Linked DNA regions of Gossypium hirsutum: region 1 is linked to region 2. Evidence: chromatin contacts called from public Hi-C data. All regions are on one chromosome and are shown on one strand. The core of a region is the stretch at or near the end of the contact, and the rest is flanking DNA. Distances in the headings are between cores, read along the strand shown. Region 1 holds the start of LOC107935783 (ABC transporter I family member 10). Region 2 holds the start of LOC107959478.

What was found. A called contact is a pair of places that touch in the nucleus more often than the background predicts.
Region 1: a Hi-C map of leaf shows a contact between it and region 2, with 5 times the contacts expected there. The contact joins the promoter of LOC107935783 here to the promoter of LOC107959478 in region 2. A contact is called at or near these places in 10 of 34 Hi-C or Micro-C datasets (fibers, hypocotyl and leaf).

Annotation. Positions count from the first base shown.
Region 1 is chrD04:5,102,646-5,106,536 of Gossypium_hirsutum_v2.1, reverse strand. LOC107935783 (ABC transporter I family member 10) reads right to left here and starts at 1,614. Exons shown (of 6, transcript XM_016868404.2): 1 at 1,154-1,614; 2 at 847-1,018; 3 at 423-509. The coding sequence starts at 1,404.
Region 2 is chrD04:4,855,545-4,859,277 of Gossypium_hirsutum_v2.1, reverse strand. LOC107959478 reads right to left here and starts at 1,411. Exons shown (of 4, transcript XM_041091747.1): 1 at 1,062-1,411; 2 at 863-968. The coding sequence starts at 1,250.

The sequences.
Region 1 (3,891 bases), core at 365-2,864, 250 kb before region 2:
GCTTCTGTTCACAAGTAAATGTGTCCTCAGCCACAGAAGCTTCATACAAGTGAAATCAAGTAATCCTTAGAAGTCTAAAACCACTTCAAGCTTCAACTATAATTCCTAAATAGTTCGCATATGTCATAAGCTTAGCACAACTATTTCTTCTTCTTTTGATCACCCAATATGAACGGCAATAGTTATGGTTAACCATCTAACAGCACCAATATGATTTTTGCAAACTCATGGTCAAATCTAGTTGGAATACATAACTATATAGTTCTAGAAACCATAACATCTCCATCATAAGCACCCCCAAACAAAAACCATTAGCTGGGAAACATAACTCATTGGTCTGATGGTAACAAAAGGAAGCCAAGAACAGAATCCAAAACATATATAGTTTTACAAAAGAGCATTTCCCAAGGAAAAGAACCAACCTGATGGTCTGGATTTTGGAATACATAACTCTTTGGCCTCCTAACGTATAAAGCCCCATTTGTAGGGGTCAAAAGACCTGCCAAGATCTGCATGACTCACAATATAGCCAACTCTTTTAATCCAGACCATATTTTCAAAATTAAAAGAGAACCAACAGTTTATCAAACTCATAATGGCAGCCTAATTTTTCTTATATGATCAATGCTACTTGCCCATTATAAAAGCCATTTTTTCCTCAGATATTTGCACTCCCTAAACATGGCACATATGGTAATCAGAAAAAACCCAATGCTGAAAGTTGGCAATTTCATAAGGAAATTGAGGTTGAACCATTATCCGCGCCAGTTGAGGCAAGTAGCATTCTCTTTTAGATTATCGGTGCTTATACTGATATCGGGTAAAAAATAAATTTTGAGGACGTACCTTTAAAAGGGTAGATTTACCACAACCATTAGGTCCAAGAAGCATCCATAACTGTCCGGAAGGAATCCGAATTGAACAATCCTTCAGAATTGGCACTATTTTGCCTTGCCTCGTATTAACCGAGAAGTTAATATTACGACCCTCGATGGCAACACTTTCAGTTGCATTATGCCTGCAACCAAACAACACAAACTGAAACACCCACGAGAAGAAAAAGGCCAAAAAAGGGGAAAAAGCATGAACTGTTCGAGAAAATGCGTAGCTGAAAAGAAATTGATGGATATGGGAGTCAATGGGGGGGTTGAACCTCGTAGAAGAAGTTGAGCGAAGTGGAGATAGATGGAGCAGAGAGGTACGAGCAAGAGTAGACAGATTCATGCTACTCTTTGCTATGGTTATGTTGAACGGGTTTTTATGAATTATCTGTTCTCTATGCCGTGGGGGGAATGTTACAGTTGGCGGCAGCTGCACCAAGCATTCACTCTCAGCACTTTGAGACCTTGAAATTTTCGATAGCCATACCATACGGAAAAGGGTCGTATGGAACAGGCGGGTCATGTCATGTGGTATCTCATCTTAATTATTTAATGAAATTTCATTAAAATTTTAAATTAAAAAAATATGATGTGCTAATGACAAATAAAAAAAATTGATAAAATATAATTAAATAATTGGAGTAAAGTATAGAACAACGTGTATCCTATTTCATATAATTTCTTTCCCGGTATAATCACTATTATGACATAACTAGAGTATGAAGCAAAATGACATTTGCAGACAAGGAAGATTTATGCTTATATGAAGCCTCGCTTTTGGAAATTCGAGAATGCTTAAAAGAGGATATTGTTAGGGGTGATCTTTTCCCTCGATTCTATTATGTAATTTTTTGTTTTATCTTTACATTATTTATTAAAAATACAATTTTATTATATTTAAATTAAAAGCATAACTTTTATATTACTAAAAAATAATTTTACTTATTCAGCAAAAATTTTAAAGTTAAATTTTAGAAAAAAATATTATTATATTTTATAATTAATTATTATAACTTTTTTAGAAGGAAAACTTATTATTATGATTGATTCATATTGATATAAATTATTGGAAATATAAATTACAGCAACAAGGTTTGAAATTGAGAAGTTTGATGGTGTCACAAATTTCAATCTGTGGCAAGTTCGGATGATGACAATTTTAGTTCAAATCAGCTTGAAAAAGGTTATTACCGGGAAAAAACTTAAGTATCTAAATCAAACAAAATGGGAAGAGCTTGATGAAAAGTCTTTGTCTGCAATACAATTGTGTCTCGCGAATATGGTATTATAGGAGGCATTGATGGAGAATATTTCATCTGCCTTGTGGAAAAGGTTAGAAACTCTTTATGCGATTAAGTTTCTAGCTAACCGTTTATTGTTGAAACAATATCTATTTGCGTTTCACATAAATGAATGTGAGCTTCTTAGAGATCACATTAGTTAATTCATTACTCTTTTAAAGGATTTAAAGAACGCTGAGGTTCATATTGATGACGGAGATCAAGTTATGCAATTTTTGTACTCTTTACCCCCTTAATATAAGTCTTTCAGGGAGACCCTGATTTATGACAAAGACAAACTCTTGTTCAAAGATGTAAAGGGTCATTTATTGAGTAAAGACAAATTCAACAATGAGTTTGGTTCGGATAGCAAGGCAGATAGGCAAATGGTATCACCAAAGAAGTGAGACAAAAAGTGTGTCGCTATTTTAAGGAATTAGGTCACGTCAAATCAGATTGTTATAAATTGCGAAATGAAAGGGCTGCTAAGAGTAATGAGGAAGATGTAGCTGATGCTAATTTGGCTGATGAAAGCAGTAATGATTTCTTATTGGTGTCAACGAGCGATAACTCCAAGCTTACGTCTGAGTGGATCCTAGATTCGGGATGTTCCTTCCATATGTGTCCCAATAGAGAATGATTCTCCATATACAATTTGGTTGAAGGTGGAGCTGTGCGCATGGGAAACGATTCATCTAATAAGGTAATTGATATTGGTACTGTTAAAATTAAGATACACAATGGGATGATTAGGACTCTCTCAAATATCAAGTATGTACCTGATTTACAAAAGAATCTCATCTCCTTGAGTATTTTAAACTCGAAAGGATACAAAATCAATATTGAGTCGAACGGCATTAAGGTATCTCGTGGAGCTCTCATTTTGTTAAAAAGTAAAAGGATTAATAGTATTTATATTTTAGAATGTTATACCGTGACCGATGAAATCGGACGTCCATCATCTGTTATGGAATCGAAGTTAATTCGTTTGGAGCGAAGACAACTTGGTCATAAGAGGGAAAAATGTATGACCATTTTGTTAAAAAGAGATTCTCTTTTGGATGTAGGTTTTGAAAAGTTAAGTCACTGTGTTCATGAAAATTAGACCTGGGTTAGTCTTGATTTGACAGTGTACAAGTCAATGGCTAGAAGTCTTCTAGTTTCTAAATACATATTCGACTCAATTAATTCCCTGCATAATTCAGGATAGGCCCATGACGGGCTTTGGAAAAGATGACGTTGTGGAATTTGAGGGATTTTTATCATTATAGTAAAATTATCTTTACCCATGGTTTTTTATCTTATTTGAGGGATTTTTTCACGTTAAATTTGTGTGTTCAATTTTTCAATTTCTTTCACTATTTTTACTTTGTTCGTTATTTAATCGGGTCGATCCCCAACAAATAACAATAACATAATCTGAGCGAGCTTTGCTAAAGCTCATCTAGTAACAAGTAAGGCATCAAAGCTTATGGGAAGAAAAACTGTCTATGGTTTTGAACCATTATTGCTTAGTCCATAAGTGTTTGATTTCTCATCGTAAGATTTTTTTTTGCACTAAATGATGTAGAAATTAATTGAAAACTTTACATTTAGTATTTGAAATAGAATTTCAAACAAATAAGCTTTACATATGTTAAGTAATATTATCTCGTATGTTATTAATAGGAGTATTCGAGTATTTAGACATATTATTACAACTCATGATACGACACTACTGTTTTATCTTG
Region 2 (3,733 bases), core at 162-2,661:
ATGCAAAAACTTATAAAAAACTAAGAATACCTATGTTGAACATATATCAGCATCGAACACTCACCCATGAGTCCAGGTAACATAAAATCTATCAAGTCAGAAGCTCAGATGCTAGAATCCATTCTTATATAAAAATTTATCAGTAAATGGTGAAGAGATTCTTCTTCTAATTCAAGGAGAATTGTCTGCTATACTAGAAATCCAAAACTCTTTATCACAAAAGACCAACTAGAGTACATCATAACAAGTAGTGATCTCTAGATATTATCCAGATCAGTACTACATGGGAACAATAACGGAATTAATGCAAACAACAAGATCCTCTTCAAAAGCATACATTAATTTAGGATGCAAACCATTACAAATTCCCTTTTATTATTATTTTTGTTACTTGCCTTTTGTTATTAGCTTTTAACTTGCAAAATAATTTGTTATAAGACAAAAGCAACAGGATAATTGATTTAAAAGGAAAATGGCCCCAAGATAAAACTGATTGCAACATCGTTTCTTTTTTTTTTTTCAAATAAATGTCAAGACGATTAAAATTTTAATACTCAAAACTATAGAATTCACTCTAGCATCCAAACACACTAGTTGCCTTGCTGCTTTTGAAAATTAAGATAAATAAATAACAATCAGACAGAGTCCTTCAGTACTTTGTTTGCATAAGCAAGGACAAAATCGTATAACTGTTAACATAAATGAACTCTATAAAAGAAAATTCTCAACTTAAAGCCATATCACAACATTCAAATTTCAAACAACCCAATGCTGAGAAGTAATCAACAAACAATTCCCAAATAATAAATCAATAAAAAAAACGACAAAATAGACCAAGAAATCAATCAAATGAATAAATTACCAGGACAATGATTAGAATCAAAAGCTGTAACCTGAAATTCCTCATCCGGGTCGTTGATAACAATGGATTCCCCTACTTCAATTCCCACGAACAAAGAATCATCAAGCTGCCAAACCACGAAAAAAAAAAAGAAAACAATCAGATAACAGAAAAAAAATTATTACAAATTCTAAAACCATGATAAAGAAAAAGGCAAAACCTGAGGATAGTGTAGGAGAACAAGGGATTTGGTGAGATGAGTTGAATAAATTGGATAAGAAAAGTGAGAGGAAATGCCAGAAGTATGATCTTTATGAGCATGGGTCAAGAAATGGTGCCTTTTTCTCTTCGAAGATGGACTGAACGTGTCCACTGAGAAAGGCAGCCCTTTGGGCATTTCGATTGGCATCTCTGCTTGATGATTATTTGATTTTGGCTGAGAAGTTCACGTGAATTTGAGGGATTTTCTTCCCTCAAAGCTTCCACAGGAAGGAAGAAAAAAGGGGGGAAAATGAAGTATTTTATTACGGAATTGAGTGGGAAACTGGAATTTGAGAATCGAAGAAGAGTAGTGACCAGCTGCATCTGTCTTTTTTTATACTTACTTAAAACCGACTCTCTCTTACAGGTCAACAGACCTGTCAATGGGTTCTGCTTATCTCGGGCTGGCCTGGCCCAAATTTAAAGTATATCTTTTTAAAAATATTTTTATTTAAATTTAATTATTAAAATATAAAATATTAATATAAAATAATATATTTTTATTATTTTTGGTGGAACAAGTTTGAGCCTGTTATTGATTTTTATTTTTAAAAAAATCGAGCCTTGATTTGATGTAATCTAATTTATGGACATTAATCTAAAGTTCAAAACTCATAATTATCATACTAATCACGTCTAGAATCATAATTAAGCTCTCGAAATCGAAATAAAGTATATCAAAATTATTGATAACTTTGAAAGAAGTTACAATAATTGGATATTTCTTAATTACAATGAAAATTCATTTGATTCTTCTCTCTTATTTGGCTGTGATCCAACAATCATACAGACTTGATTTTAAAAAGATGTGGTTTGGTTCAAGGGTCATCGAGACTTGATCTTGAAGTTGAGTTTGGCGAGATGTTTGTTCAAGAATTTGATTTGATTGGATTCAAATTGCGTTGAGACTTGATCTTGAATCACTAATGTTCGTTTCAATGGTCGTTGAAACTTGATCTTGGATAGTTGAGTCTGCTTAAAGGATCGTCAAGACTTTATCATTAAAACAAGTTTTGCCTCCTTTTTGTTGGTGCAACCAGATCGGATTGGGGAGAGCTTGTGTTCAAAACTACTATGGCGTTCATCAAATTTTCTTCGAGTTCTTTGATTTCTTCAAGAACTTTTTAGACTTTTTAGAGGATTTAGAGTCTGCAAAATCTTTCCTTCAGAAAACATCTGAAGTTGTCGAATGGCTTAGAAGTGACATCTTTTTATAATGCCAATGAGACAAATAAAGATATTTTTTTTTTGATTTAACTTCTTCATTCGAGTGTTTTATAAGAATTAACTCTTTTATTTATTATTTATCTCAAATTAATTTAATTAATTAGAGTTAAAATAATCGTTAAAGAATATAAGTTGTTTATAAAAAAATTCTAAAAATACAATAATATATAGTTGACATGTACTGTTAAATGGCAATGTATCAATTTTTTATTAAATAGATAGTTGACATGACATTTTTTATAAAAATATTCTGTATTATATGTTATGTCTTCAAATAATTTAAAATTAAAAAAATAATAAATTTATAATTATTTTCAAAATTTTAAAAAGTAATATTTTTTAAAAAATAACAAAAATATCATTAAAATTTCAAAAGTATAAAGAAATCGAGAATAACAAAAATTAATTAAAAATATAAAATTATTAAAATTTCTAATATAATTAAAGGGATTATAAAAAAATATCCATATTTATTGACGTGGCATATAAAATCATAAAAAATTCATATTAGCAGTCCATTTTAATAAAAATTTGATTTGTCACCATTTGGTTGTATACATCATCGACTTAACGGAAAATTTGCAACAACGTCCTAATTAATTTAAAGAATTTTTTAACGTACAAGAATTGATCTAAAACGTTAACTTGTAGTAGAGGGACTAAAATGAAATTCTGTTACTAACATAGGGAACTCTACTCTTATTCTAGTTTTGGGTAAAATTGTAGGAAAGTCCTTATACTATGCATTTTCGACTATTTTAGTCCTATTGTAATTTGATAATTTGTGTTCCCTCAAGTAAAACTTTTTTTTTTCACAAATTCCATCAAATAGCTTGTCTTTTTCAAACATGTGATGTGATTATAAATATATATACAATACTTTTTTGCACATTGAAAAAAAATGTCAAAGAAAAAGAAAGTTGTATAATATTTCTCAAATTAAACTTAAAAATTTCAACAATCGCATGTCATCAGTGGCAGAGCGAGGGGTCTTGCACCCTAAAATGGAAAAAAATTTCATTGAGGCCCTTTATAATTTATCAAATTTTAAATTAGTAATGATAAAATTTTACTTTAGCCCCCCCAAAAACAATAAAAATTTGATTGAATCCTTTAAAAATTATAAATATATAGACTATTAAAATGATAGGATTACATTTTTACTATCGTAAAAATATACAAATTAATTCCACCAAAAAAAAAAGTCTGACTCCGCCACTGCATGTAATGGAATCATAACTTTTTAAAAGATATATCACGTCCAATTATTTGATGAAAATAACGGGAAAAAAATGGTCTCGTGATTGAAACACATATTTAAAAACATAGAAGAATTAGAAATAATCAGATTGTGCCATTAACCTTTTGATCAAGTGACAATACTATTGTGTTTTACAACGTTAG